Linked DNA regions of Sus scrofa: regions 1 and 2 are each linked to region 3. A link is a contact called in public HiChIP or PLAC-seq data. All regions are on one chromosome and are shown on one strand. The core of a region is the stretch at or near the end of the contact, and the rest is flanking DNA. Distances in the headings are between cores, read along the strand shown. Region 1 holds the start of PLCB2 (1-phosphatidylinositol 4,5-bisphosphate phosphodiesterase beta-2). Region 2 holds the start of PAK6 (serine/threonine-protein kinase PAK 6). Region 3 holds the start of SRP14 (signal recognition particle 14 kDa protein).

Evidence for each region. HiChIP or PLAC-seq counts read pairs in DNA pulled down with a chosen protein or histone mark.
Region 1: a contact with region 3 is called in an H3K27ac HiChIP or PLAC-seq map of alveolar macrophages. The contact joins the promoter of PLCB2 here to the promoter of SRP14 in region 3. A contact is called at or near these places in 1 of 5 promoter capture datasets (liver), 3 of 47 Hi-C or Micro-C datasets (alveolar macrophages, heart right ventricle and subcutaneous adipose tissue) and 1 of 2 datasets of contacts at active chromatin or transcription factors (alveolar macrophages).
Region 2: an H3K27ac HiChIP or PLAC-seq map of skeletal muscle shows a contact between it and region 3, with 2.1 times the contacts expected there. The contact joins the promoter of PAK6 here to the promoter of SRP14 in region 3. A contact is called at or near these places in 2 of 5 promoter capture datasets (fetal liver and liver) and 2 of 2 datasets of contacts at active chromatin or transcription factors (alveolar macrophages and skeletal muscle).

The regions. Positions count from the first base shown.
Region 1 is chr1:131,003,101-131,007,491 of Sscrofa11.1, forward strand. PLCB2 (1-phosphatidylinositol 4,5-bisphosphate phosphodiesterase beta-2) reads left to right here and starts at 2,308. Exons shown (of 32, transcript XM_021097762.1): 1 at 2,308-2,579. The coding sequence starts at 2,496.
Region 2 is chr1:131,075,650-131,080,205 of Sscrofa11.1, forward strand. It overlaps PAK6 (serine/threonine-protein kinase PAK 6), which reads right to left and starts at 1,771. Exons shown (of 11, transcript XM_021097802.1): 1 at 128-1,771.
Region 3 is chr1:131,240,245-131,244,306 of Sscrofa11.1, forward strand. It overlaps SRP14 (signal recognition particle 14 kDa protein), which reads left to right and starts at 1,317. Exons shown (of 5, transcript XM_003121602.6): 1 at 1,317-1,457; 2 at 1,607-1,679; 3 at 2,181-2,293; 4 at 3,891-3,923. The coding sequence starts at 1,434.

The DNA.
Region 1 (4,391 bases), core at 1,058-3,557, 240 kb before region 3:
GTCAAGCAACCAAAACGCATCACGTCCCCACACAAAGCTACCAAGTGAACAGGTAACTTTGGGACCTGCCTCTGGGGCTCCAGGCCACCAGTATCTCTCTGGGTGTTGCAGGTGAGTTCTCACTGCCTTCCATGGTCCAAGGCTTAGACATGCCAAACTCTCCAGCATACTTGTCTCCACAGCCCCACCAGCCACTTCCCCTAGGGTCTGCTTTCCCAGACTTTACCTGGGAGGCACCCGCTTTCCGGTGCACCCAGCAGGGGGCACCCTCGCCCTTCCACCTTCTGCCCTGGGGAGTGGGTAAGACTGCCCAACAGTCTGAGGCGCCTCTACTCAGCTCACCCCAGGAGTCAGTTTCCCAAGCTGGGTATTTGCATGACCTCTCTGATTTTCTCTATATCCACCCTACCATTACTTACACAATATTTTTGTAAGTCACATTTTTAAAAACCTAACTAGTTTTAAAGGAAAAAAGCTCTCTTGGATGAAAGTTTTCCCAGCTCCACTGGCTTGTATGGCTTTCCTGCATTCTGAAGGCTGGTTTGTAGGATGTGGGCAGGAGAGGACAGCCCCACTGAAGCTAGAGTTGTAGGGTGGGGTGGGATCTCAAGAACTCATTCCAGGCAGTGCGATCACTGGGTAAAGATGGGTGAGGTTTTATTCTGTGGATTCAGAGCCTCGACCTTCAGAGCCTGAGAAAGGACAAGAGTGAAGGGTCTTGAAATCCCTGACTTCCTTGTGTAACCCCCCCAATCCTGTGAAGTGAGAGAACCTCCCCTCCCCACTCCCCAAGCCAAGGGAGGGGGAGGGGGAGGAGATTGTCTTTCCAGGCCCAAAGTAGAGAAGAAGACTGCAGGGCAGACAAGAGTAGGGGACTTGGGTGCAAGAGCAGGTGCAGGTGTCAGGTGCAGGGGCTTTTGGGAAGGGTCAGGGATTTCCCTTGCAAAATCCATTCAAACAGACAGAGAGGGAACCTGATCCTGGGGAGGGAACTGGAACAGCAGGAGACACCAGAGGGGCCCCCAGAAGGGCCCAAGGCTGGAGAGATGGAGGAGGCATGAGACAGCAGGGCTCAGAGGGAGAGGGGAGCGTCTGAGTCCTGAGGGCCCGGAAGCATGGTGGGTTCCCACCATGCTGCTTCCACAGGTTCTGTCAGGCCTTACTCCAGCCTCCACCCCAGTGGTCTTAGAATTGTTTTTCTGGGGGTTATTTTTGTGCTAGGAGCCCCCTTAGCTCCAGCCCCCCTTGGCCTCCATTCTCCCACCCTGGGCTGGACTGGCCATCAAAAGCAGGTCTAGGTCTGGGGCAAGGGTCCTGAGGTTGTCAAGGGGTAGCACAAAGGTCCATGGTGGCACCTGGGGCAGAAAGCCAGGCCCTGAGAGGGGAAGGAAGTCTTGGGCAGAGCTCCAGGCTCCCCCAGCTGAGTTAAGGGCGATAAGAGCAGGTTAGGCAAGAGGAAGTGGGCTTGGCTGAGCGGGGCTATGGGCTCCCGGGGCCTAGGCCGGAGCAGTGTCAGGGCCATATACCCTGAGCAGCACCCACCAGCCTGAGCAGAGGCTTCTATAAGCAGCCCTTGAGCCCCAAGTGTTCTCCTTGTCAGGTCCCAGTCCAGGGCAGAGGAGGGATCTGGCAGGAGAGCGCAGGGGAGGCTGGTGGCCTAGGGTTGCTCAAAGTGGCTGTATGTGGAGTGGTGGCTGGTCAGTGAGGTTCCAGGCCTCAGCCTAGACCAGAGGACCCAGGGGATGAGAGTCAGGTGTGCTGAGTGAGGGGCACATTGCCTCACTTGCACCTCATTTTCATGCGGAGGAAGTATTGAGAAAGAGGAGCTGGGTGTTCAGCAAACTTTGCTTATTCAAAACACCAATCCCGGCTGGACCCTGCCCCACCCTCAACTCCCACCTCCAGGGTGACCCCAGCCTCCCCTGCCTCTGGGAGGGACCTCTGTGCTCTGGACCCCACCTCTGTGGGGGTCCCTTCCCCTGGTGAGCTCCTTGCTTCCTCCCCTCTGTGTTCACCTGGACAACAGCATCCCTACTTGGACCCCTGCCCCCCTATCTAACTGAGGGGGATGGCTCTTGGGACAGAGAGGCCCCTGCTCCAGGACGACTGGGCCTCATGACTTGCCTCTCAGTCTAGAAGAGCCGAGAAGGAAGCCCTGAGCAGGAAGTGCTGAGGCACCGGGTGAGGGCGGGGGTTTTAAGGAGGGGGAGCCCAGCCTCCCTGGGCAGGAGCAGTGACCACAGCCCCCCCAGTGCAGGGGGGCGGGATGAGGCTGATTTAAAAGCCAGATGGGCCTCTGGCCCAAGCGCAGCACTGTACCCAGCTACCTCCGGCCCGAGGGCTGTCAGGGCACCCAGACTTCCGGGTCTGCTGGGGGGTGGGGTGGGCGGGTAACATGTGAGCCCAGCTAGGCTCCCCTCCTGCCCGCCCTCCTTCTTCCCTTCCTCCTGTCCGCTGTGCCTGCCCAGCCTCTCCAAAGAGGGACAGTTGGCACCATGTCTCTGCTCAACCCCGTCCTGCTGCCCCCCAAGGTGAAGGCCTATCTGAGCCAAGGGGAGCGCTTCATCAAATGGGATGATGTGAGTGGGGCCTGGCTGGGGGCTGCTGGGGCGTGGGGGTGGCAGGTGGGCAGGCTGCTAGGAGCTTTGCCAGGGGACTGGGCTAGTTTATGTCTGCCAGGATTCAGGTGCCTGTGTGGCTTGGCCAGGTAGCTGATACAACTGCCCAGATAAACAAATCTGTGGGTGAGGGCCTGTGCCCCGAGTGGCCACCACCATGGCCCAGGCTCTGCATCTGGATGTGGGAAAAGGATGGCTTCCCAGGTGATCACAGGAGGAAGTTTCTTTGGATGGGGGTCTGTCCTTCTCCAAAGCGCTCAAGAAGAGTAGTGTTTGTTGCTCCCATGCTTAGTGGTGGTGGGAGAAAAGTGTGTCCCGAGCTGAGGTGGCACCAGAGACTGAGGTGAGCCAGACCCCTTCTCCCAGGACTGACATCCCAGTCTTGCCCCAGTGGGATGCCTGGGACTGGAATCCTCATCCCTCCCTACCCACTCCCCGGGAGGCCCCGCTCTCTCCCAGCTGCTGTGGGGCAGCCACAAAAGGACAGTGAACCCCAAGTCAGAACTGGAGGTTCTGCCCCCAGGGGCCTGGGAGGGAACCTATAGACTTCTGCTTCCGCTGACACCCTCCTGTCTGTAGGGAAGGGGGAAGCCATGCTTTGCCCTGTACCTGTCTCCACCGCGTCTGCTCCTTCCCAGACTGGGCCTGCTGCCCAGCCTCTGGTCCTCCTGGGCCCTGAAAATGTGTTGCCACAGGCCAGGGATTCTCCTAGGCAAGTGAGGGGAAAATATGGGGCCCTGCTTCAGGGAGGGGAGGCTGCTGGGCTGGCCCAGTGTGAGAGTCTGAGCCAGCTGGTCCCAGGAAGGGAATCTAATGGCCGTGGGGGAGAAGGAAGGGCCCCTAGGACTGGGCCCTCCTCCTCACAGGTGGGATGAGGGGGCTCTGGGTCTACGAATTAAGGCCTTCTGGGCTGGGCTAAACTGAGTAATCTGGTTGCTATGACTACAGGGAGGCTCTCTGCTTCTCTGGGAGTGGTGCGGTCACTGGCATGGTAGAACCCTGGCCCACGAGGCTGTGGACTGAGGGAAGTGGCTCAGAATGAAAAGTGAAGTGGCCTCTCTCGGTTCCTCTGGGAAGTGTGTATAACATGACTGTGTAGAGGGTCAGTAAGGATGGTGATAGGCTATGCGGCCTTCTCTGCAAGTCCCCATCTGTGTACCTGGCTGGCTGCTGTCTTCCCCAAGGCAGAGTACCATAGGGTCCTGGATCCTGACTCCCAGGAGCAGGGATCACCCAGTTGCAGAACATGTGCAGATGGGGCTTAGCTCTCAGACTACCTCCCACCCAGTTGGCAGATGAGCTGGGTAGTGGATAAGCATGATGCATGGGATGTGCTCAGCTCCCAACTTCATTTTGTGTCCCAGGGCCCTTTTACAAGGTATCCTGTGGGAGAAGCTCTCCTATGTTCTGTGGAAGGAAACAGAGCTGGTCATGAGACACTCCATTTGCTCTTGGGGAAAAGACTAGAAAAGCCTCTGGACACTTCTCCTCACAAAGCCCAGTCTTATTTCAGAAACTAGTTCTAGGATTTCCTGTTGTGGGGCAGTTGGTGTAACCAACCCGACTAGTATCCATGAGGATGTGGGTTCGATCCCTGGCCTCACTGAGTGGGTTAAGGATGTGGCATTGCCATGAGCTGTGATTTTTTTTAAAGAAAATTTATTTATTTATTTATTTATTTAGGCTTTTTAGGGCTACACCTGCAGCATATGGAAGTTCCCAGTCTATGGGTTGAATCAGAGCTGTAGCGGCAGGTCTATACCATAGTCATAG
Region 2 (4,556 bases), core at 521-3,020, 160 kb before region 3:
CCTTAAGGCCCTGGGCTATCTGGCCTCCTGGCAGGTTGGCTTCATCCTTGGATCACTCCCCATGCTGGGTCTCTGTGCCACGGACTCAGTGAGGCCTGCACCTCTCCGAGCTGGACCTGCACCTCACCTGCTCAGGCCTGGTGCCTGGTGTCCTTTTGCCCAGCATCACTGAAGAGGAAATGCTGCCAAATCCCCCATGCCCAGCAATTTGCCGGCCCCCTTCTGTCCGCTGTCTCTCACACACATGCTGCTCATACACACGTGGGGCCACACCCAGGGCAGAGCCACCTACCTGCCTGGGCCAGCCTAAGCCAATCCAGCCTTGCTCTCCAAAAGCCACTCTGACCCTAGGAGCCGCTCATTCGCAGAAATGTCCCATAGGAGGTGAGTTCAAAGCCAGCCTGGGAGGACTCCAGCTGGCATGGACTGGACTCCCCTTCTCTCCCGGCACCTCCAGACGACAGGCAGCCTCGTCACCATATCTGCTATTGCACTGGCCCGGCTGCTGTCTCTCCCTGGGCACCTCCGGCCCCCACAGCGTCTTCCATAGCCGTAGGGGGTGGTGGCAGACTCGTGGCTGGTCCCATCTTCCTCAGAGCCCCAGGTAGGGAGGGGAGAGAGCTAGAAGGGGCGGGACTCAGGTGCAGCTCCAAATTTCCAGCTCCCAAAATAATCAGATTCAAAAGAGAAGGAAGAAACCTCCAGACCAGTGGGTGACTCAGTGCCTGTGGGCCGGCTTAGTCACCTGGATGGCTGCTCCTGGCTCCTGGCACATCAGGCGGGAGCAGTGCCCTCCCCCACTGCTGCTGGCAGCAGGCTGTCAAAGGGAGCACAGCCAAGGAGCCCCAGCTGGCTGGCCCAGGGCTCCTGGCAGGCGGCACCGGCAGGCTCAGGCCTCCTCCCCAGCCGCCTGGCCCCCCTCCGCCACCGAGCACCAGGGCTCACTTTGGGATTTCTCCATTAAATCCTCAGGCAGCGACCTGCTCATTTGGGGCGCTGAGCTGCTTCAACGTTGCTTGGCAATTTTGATATCGTCGGGGGTTGCCATGGGGAGGAGGGTGATGTCATTGACACAAAAAACCCACTGAATTTACAAATCAGCTGGGGCTGGAGCTATTTATAAAAACACATTTTTTTCCTGCCTTCCTTTACTGAGGGGGAGGGAAAGGAAGGCTCAGTGCAAGCCTCCCTCAGCCCATGGGAAGCCAGACCGCCCAGGCTCCCTACCCCCAGAGCTGCTGGACTCAGACCTGGCTGCTCGCCCCAGCTGGCTGAGCTCCCCTTTCGGGGGCTTGGTCAGTTTTGCTGTAAACGGTGAAAGAGTGGCACCCAGGGAGTGCTGGGCAACGTGGGCACCAGCTTCCGGGTTGGTAGAGACCCTTTGTTTCCCAGGCCTTGATCAGAAACAGGGGCCTCTTCAGGTGGGAGCTTGAGCTCCCCAGGCAGCAGGTGGAGAGCGGGCTTCCACTCCGTCCTCTTCTGGGTCTCTGAGCCCACCTGTCCCCTCACTGGCTCCTTTTCCTCTCCCCTTGCCCAAGCCTGGTCATGGCCCTCCCCTCTGCTCCACTCTCCCACACTCCCCAGCACTCTTCCTGGAAGAGCATCCTCTCTGCGGCTTTGACCATCAACCTAGAAATGCTCACCCAGAGCCCAAGTCACAGCTGCCCCACTGCAGGCACCACCCTGGCTGGCCAGCTCCTACACCCAGTGCCCCCTGCTGCTGACAGGCAGATGGAAATCTGCTGTTCCCCTTGGCCCTCCCTGCCCCCAGCCCCTTACATCCAACATGGCACTAAGCTGCTCACATTAGTTTTAAAAACTCCTCCATTAATTTTCTTCCATAGGGAAACAATGTGGTGTTTGGTTAAAAGCCCAGGCTCTGAGTTTTCCAGCTTGAGTTCATATCCCAGCTCTGGCGTCCATCGGCTGAAGGAAATGTGGCATGTTATTTAACCACTTGGACCTCAATTTCCTCATCCATAAAATGGGGATGATTTCACCTACCTAGGGGGTTGTGGGAAATAAATGAACAAAGCTCCTGGCGCAGTGACTGCTCATCCTGAGAGCTCAGTACATGAATGTTCTTCTGTTTTCAGCTTCACGGCTGTGCTGTCTGTGGCTCATTCTTATCCACTCACCAAACAGCAGAAAATTAATCTTCCAAATCATGACCCCAGTTACCTCCCTCATAAAGGCTCAGGTTACACTCACAGACATTTTGATTGAGCTGCATATTGTTGGACCCCGTGGCATTCATCATAAAAACTCGGTCAGGTCTTCTAACTCCCAGCTATCTTGCACAAGAAAAGGAATTTTTTTTTTTTTTTTTTTTTTTTTAAGGGCCACACTCGGGGGCATGTTGAAGTTCCCAGGCTAGGGGTCAAATCAGAGCTACAGCTGCCGGCCTATACCACAGCCACAGCAATGTAGGATCCATCACAGCAATGCCAGGTCCTTAACCCACTGAGTGAGGCCAGGGATCAAACCTGCATCCTCACAGATCCTCGTTGGGTTCATTAACCGCTAAGCCATGATGGGAACTCCCAGAAAATAACTTTTTGCCAGCCATCAGGTAACTAACTCCCAGCCTGATGAGAAGTCTGGAGAATCTGGGACAGAAGCCTGGCAGCCCCCCAAGGTCTCCTGGCAGTGGGCCTGACTCTGAAGTCCCCACACCTCCCCCACCTGGATAGGTGCTCCCAGCATGCGCTCTGCCTCATGCACCATTGTGGGAGTCTGGTTGGAGGCTCAGGTCACGTGCCTGGCTCTGGCCTGGTGGAGTGAAGGGTAGCCTGGGCAAGTGTTCCCAACACCACACTCAGGTGGGGAGGAAGATTCGGGTGCGGCTACTAAAAGAAAGGGTGTTGGAGACCAGAAACCAGCCAAGGGACACTAGGGCCTCTTGGACACTTTTCCTCATCAGTTTAATTCCTGAGCATGATAGTCAGTGTTGGTTCCTTTGCTCTTCAGGGACATCTGAAAGCTGATGCCAGCATGGACCTGAGGTCATTCCTCTACTTTGTCATGTTGTATGACTTCTTGATTTGGTGAGAATATCTGCCAACTTAGATCCTTTTTCTTACAGTTTGTAGGAAAGGGGGGATCTACCAGTCACTGGAAAAACCCATGCAAAGGCTTGGGTGCCTGTTGCAGAGGGTGGGCAGGCAGACGCCTGTGTCCGTCTTTTTGTTTGTTTGTTTGTTTGTTTGTCTTTTGTTTGTTTGTCTTTTGTTGTTGTTGTCGTTGCTACTTCCTGGGTCGCTCCCACGGCATATGGAGGTTCCCAGGCTAGGGGTCAAAGCGGAGCTGTAGCCACCAGCCTACGCCAGAGCCACAGCAACGCGGGATCCGAGCCGCGTCTGCAACCTACACCACAGCTCACGGCAACGCCGGATCGTTAACCCACTGAGCAAGGGCAGGGACCGAACCCGCAACCTCATGGTTCCTAGTCGGATTCGTTAACCACTGTGCCACGACGGGAACTCCCTGTGTCTGTCTTTATCCCAGTGGAGTCACTTCTCTGCTAATCCCAGTAGGCTGAGCTCTTAAGGGCAGGAAATCTAACATGTCACTCATAGTAGATACTCATGCAAACTTTTCTTTCTTTTTTTTTTTTTTTGCTTTTTAGGGTGCACCTGAGGCATATGGAAATTCCCGGGCTAGGGGTCGAATTGGAGCTGCAGCTGCCAGCCTACGCCACAGCCACAGCCACAGCCACACGGGATCCAAGCTGTATCTGCAAAATTTACTGCAGCTCATGGCAATGCCGGTCCCTTAACCCACTGAGCCAGACCAGGGATCAAACCTGCGCCCTCAAGGATTCTAGTTGGGTTCGTAACCTGCTAAGCTACAAGGGGAACTCCCAAAAACTTTGTTGAATGAATGAATGCAAGAACATCTAAATAGGTTCTGTGTTTTGGCCACCCTTACTTGGAATACAGTGAGTCAGCCCCACCCCGCCTTTTGCAGGTGAAAAAACTGCAGCCCCCGGAGATTAAGTGACTCAGCAAAGCCGAAGAGGAAATTAGAGGCAGTTAGGACTGGAACTCAGCTTTCCTCCTCATAAGCCCATGTTGTTCCCTTTGTTGCCCAGGCAGGTCCATTCAAGCTCAAGCATGGAGGGTAACTTAGTCTAAGGCAGCAGTGGTACTGTCACTGTGGACGTTTCTGTCTTTTACTCTGGGCTCTCAGGGAGTGGCAGCATGTGAATCAGCCAAGATGGTGTCCTTATAATCACTTAATAAAGTCTTTCACTTTACTCTCTTATGGTTTTGAAAATGGAGATATACTTAAAGCCTCAAAAGCAGCTTGCCTCATCTACACCTTTTTGGCGAGTCAAGTTCCGCTGGACTGATGGCTTATACCGAAATGTCCCACTGTGTGGCTTTAAACAGATCATCTGGGGACAAGTTTGAATGCCACGTAACAGTGAAGCCCTCGAATTTTCATAAACTAATGCTTCCCAGGCTTTCCTAAAGAATAACGAGTGTCAGAAGCAAAGTCTAGGGTTCTAGTGTGTTGGAAAAATGCCCTTTTACTGCCAATGTGTTCTAGCT
Region 3 (4,062 bases), core at 67-2,566:
TTCTCCTCAGTGGGATTTCTCTGACCCCCAACCTAAAGTTGTCCCCTTGTCACTCTTATTTGTATCATCCCCTTTAGTTATCTTCACAGCACTCATTATCTGAAGCTATACTTCTTATTATTTCCTCCTTATTTCTTTAACCCAAGAAATTTGTCCTATGTCCTGCTATAGCCCTAACTCCCTGGCACAGGCTGAGATACCCTCAGTGAAAACCCGGTTGCATGAGTTCAGCTTGCCTTTACCAAGGTCTAAGGGTTCAAGCTGACTACTGGCAGAGCAGGGCCTAGACCCCAGGTTTCCTCACTGAGCCCAGAGGTGAACTAAGATATGGCTCCAGGCGCTCTTGAGACAGGCAGGAACCTGGGACCCTTTGCTGTAGCGGCTGCAATGCTTGCACCTAGACAAACATGTCCTCCAGCAGGAGAATACAAAGAAACTATAAGGCACTAAAAATATCGGCCGTTTGGGGCAAATTATGGGCAGGAAGATACGAAAAGTCTAAAAACCCAACTGCCACTTCTGAAGAGCTAAAAGCAAAAGCAGGGTGTTGGAAGCAAAAGCGGGAGTTCCCCCCGTAGCTCAGTGGTTAATGAACCCAACTAGGATCCATGAGGATAAGGGTTCGATCCCTGGCCTTGCTCAGTGGGTTGAAGATCTGGCGTTGGCATGAGCTGTGGTGTAGGTCACAGAGGAGCTCGGCTCCCAAGTTACTGTGGCTGTAGTGTAGCTCCGATTAGACTCCTAGCCTGGGAACCTCCACATGCCTCGGGTGCGGCCCTAAAAAGACAAAAAGACATCCCTCGCCCAAAAAAGCACAAAAGCAAAGTATTAGGCATGCCCTCTGCACACCACCACCAAAGCTACTCCTCTGGCCCAACCTCCACCCCTGGACCTGCCCTTACAAGAACCCCGGGATGGTAGCAGTCTTGCTAGAGCTGGGGCCGCCCAGCCTGGTCAGAGAAGGAGAGTTCAGTGGACCGCCAAGGAATTTATTCTAATGAAACAGCTAACGGTGCAAACATTCTATGCCTCAGGCACTGTTGGAGGGATTTAATAGGAGTTCATTTACTCTTCACAACCAACTAAAAGGTGGTTACTATTATAAGGTGAGGAAATTGAAGCATCAAATTGTCAGGTAAACTCGACCAACATACAGTTGAACGTACACAACTAGGTTTCCCTCGAACCTTTCCCACGCCCTCGCTCTCCCTCCCACTGCTTGTGTGAAATCCCGCACAGCCCGCGAGCTTCCAAAGGACAAGCGGGGGCGTCTCAGAGCGCAGGCGCGGGGTGGGTGAGGCGGGGAAAAGGTGGAAGCAGGGATTGGGTAGAAGAGAGCAGAAAAATAGCGGAAGTCCCGCCCAGCCAGGGTGGAACTTCCGGTTCCGACTGCTTGGGGCTTGTGCTGACTGAGCGGAGCCCGCAGTGCCGGTATGGTGCTACTGGAGAGTGAGCAGGTATGGCGAGAGCTGGCTGGTCTAGGGGCCGAGGGGCCGATGCGGTTCGGGGCTTACTTGGGACCTGTTTCCGTTGGTGGGAGGTTCTGGGACTTGGCCATGCGAGAAGGGGGTTTGGGCCTAACGGGGCCGGGCTTGTTGTGTTCCAGTTCCTGACGGAGCTGACGAGGCTCTTCCAGAAGTGCCGGTTGTCGGGCAGCGTCTTCATCACCCTGAAGAAATGTAAGAAGCTATGGACGGAGCAAGGCCGGGAAGGAGCTAGAAGGCCGAGCGTTTCCCTGGTCCGGGGGCCCAATTACTGGGAGCCACAGACGGAATCTGTCTGCCGTGCATCCCTGCCTTCCCCCCAACCTTGTGCTGGGCACATCCAGAGCTGACGGGCCGGAGTATTAGGGATTGTGGCTGATGCGGTCCCCAGCACTTAGTCACCTGAGTGAGGCTGTCCCAGTGAGTCCAAGCATTTCAGGCCTTTTTGTCAAGGATCCCAAAACTCCTCTACAGTTAGTGAGATTTAATCTGCTTTGATATTACAGTGTTCCCATCGTGGAAGTAGCACATAGATTCTCAAGGTAGCAATGCCGAGAGTGATGGCAGATACGTAGTTAACAGGACTAGATCACTGGAGGGGGATTAGGTTATCTTTTGTATCCCTTCCCTACTTATTAGCTTTTTGTCTGTTAACAACGTTGTGGCTGTGTTTACCAGGATACATTTTTCACGCAGATGATGGTCGAACTAAACCCATTCCAAGGAAAGGTTCTGTGGAGGGATTTGAGCCCGCGGACAACAAGTGTCTATTAAGAGCTACTGATGGGAAAAAGAAGATCAGCACTGTGGTGAGTTGGATTCCTAACACTCCTGATTTTGTAGGTTAAAGACTTGAACTTAAGTTAGGGTTATCAGAACCAGGTTTTTTGTTGTTTTTTGTTTTAAACTATTAAATAAAGCCTAGTTTGTAGCTCCCCACCTGTTTTGGAATCAGGGTCTTCTTTTATTACCTTAGTAGTAGAAAACTCAAGAGCAAAATTAAAATGAAGAAAGTAAAAGTCAAACGCTTGTCAGAGTAAAATTAGCGTATTGGTCCTTATAGTATCAATGTAAGGAGCAGTTGACATATTTGATTCCTTGTTCCTGTACTGTTCCTGCCTTCAATGAACAGTTTCTTGGTACCAAATGATGCTTTTTTTTGCTTTTTAGGGCCACACCCGTGGCATATGGAGGTTCCCAGGCTAGGGGTCGAATTGGAGCTGTAGCAGCTGGCCTACTGCCACAGCCACAGCAACACCAGATCTGAGCCATGTCTGTGACCTACATCACAGCTCACGGCAACACTGGATCCTTAACCCAACCCACTGAGTGAGGCCAGGGATCGAACACGCAACCTTATGGTTCCTAGTCAGATTCGTTTCCACTGTGCCTCAATGGGAGCTCCCCAAATGATGCTTTTACTTTTAAGCTGATTATTCCCTTATTGTTGTGGTTCAGGTACCAAACATGTATTATGTTAGGTTTCATATTTGAGAGCCTATAATTTATTTATTTGTTTTTGGTCACACCCACAGAAATTTCCTGATCAGGGATCGAACCTCTGCCACAGTGGCAACCAGAGCCACAGCAGTGACAATGCCTGTTCCTTAACCCGCCAAGCCACCAGGGAGTTCTGAGAGCATATAACTTAGTCAAGAGTCCTCATGTTACCTTTCAGGGTGGAGGTTGAATATATAGCAAAGCAAGAGACTCCTTGGATTCCAAATGAATACTCTTTATTCTGCTGGCACTGAACCACACTGCCCTCTGGTCACATTGACGTAGGATATTTGTGAGAGTTTAGGCCATAATTAGTTGTTAAGTCCCTCTTTATCAGTTTTCTTGAGAAGACTTTTATGAAAAGCCATCGTATGTGGCTTTTGAAAATAAAATTGGGTATCATGAAGTATAGAAAACTAAGGACTCTTCTGAGGTAGAATTTTTCTGGCAGTAGCTTGCATTTTACTTAAATGAGCCTGAATGAATGGAAAGCAGGTTTAAAATAAGATGGGGAGGGAGTATTTTAAATGCACAAAAGGTTAGTACCAAGTCCTTTGATATCTCTCAGAGACATCTTTCCCAGGGTGAGAAAGTCAGTGTCATCTGTGTAAGAGATTTTAGCAGAGGTGAGAAGCAGTTTCCTAAGGAGCCCACTTCTGCCTCGTTCCCATCTTGGTACAATTCTCATGGGGAAAAAAGTACAGGGCTACTTTGCTTGTTCTTTAGGCAGCGGAAAGTGGAGTAGAAAAATAGCTTTTAGTGTATTATCACTCCTAAGATTGAGAAGAAATACTTTAAAAGATTAGGATGTTGTCTTCATGAGGCGTTTGAGTTGCTGTTGGGTGAGGCAGATGACAAGGGTGTATGGATGGATGACAAGGGTGACCTTTCCCCCTTCTTTTCCAGGTGAGCTCCAAAGAAGTGAATAAGTTTCAGATGGTGAGTTTCGGCTGTTCTCTAAGTCCCCCTTCTCAGGGCAAGAGTCAGCATAATATTTAGCACTGGGTTAAGATTGCTGTTTAGGTTCACTGCTCTCCTATGATGTTTTACCAGTAGTTCATAGTTGAAAGCTGCCAGG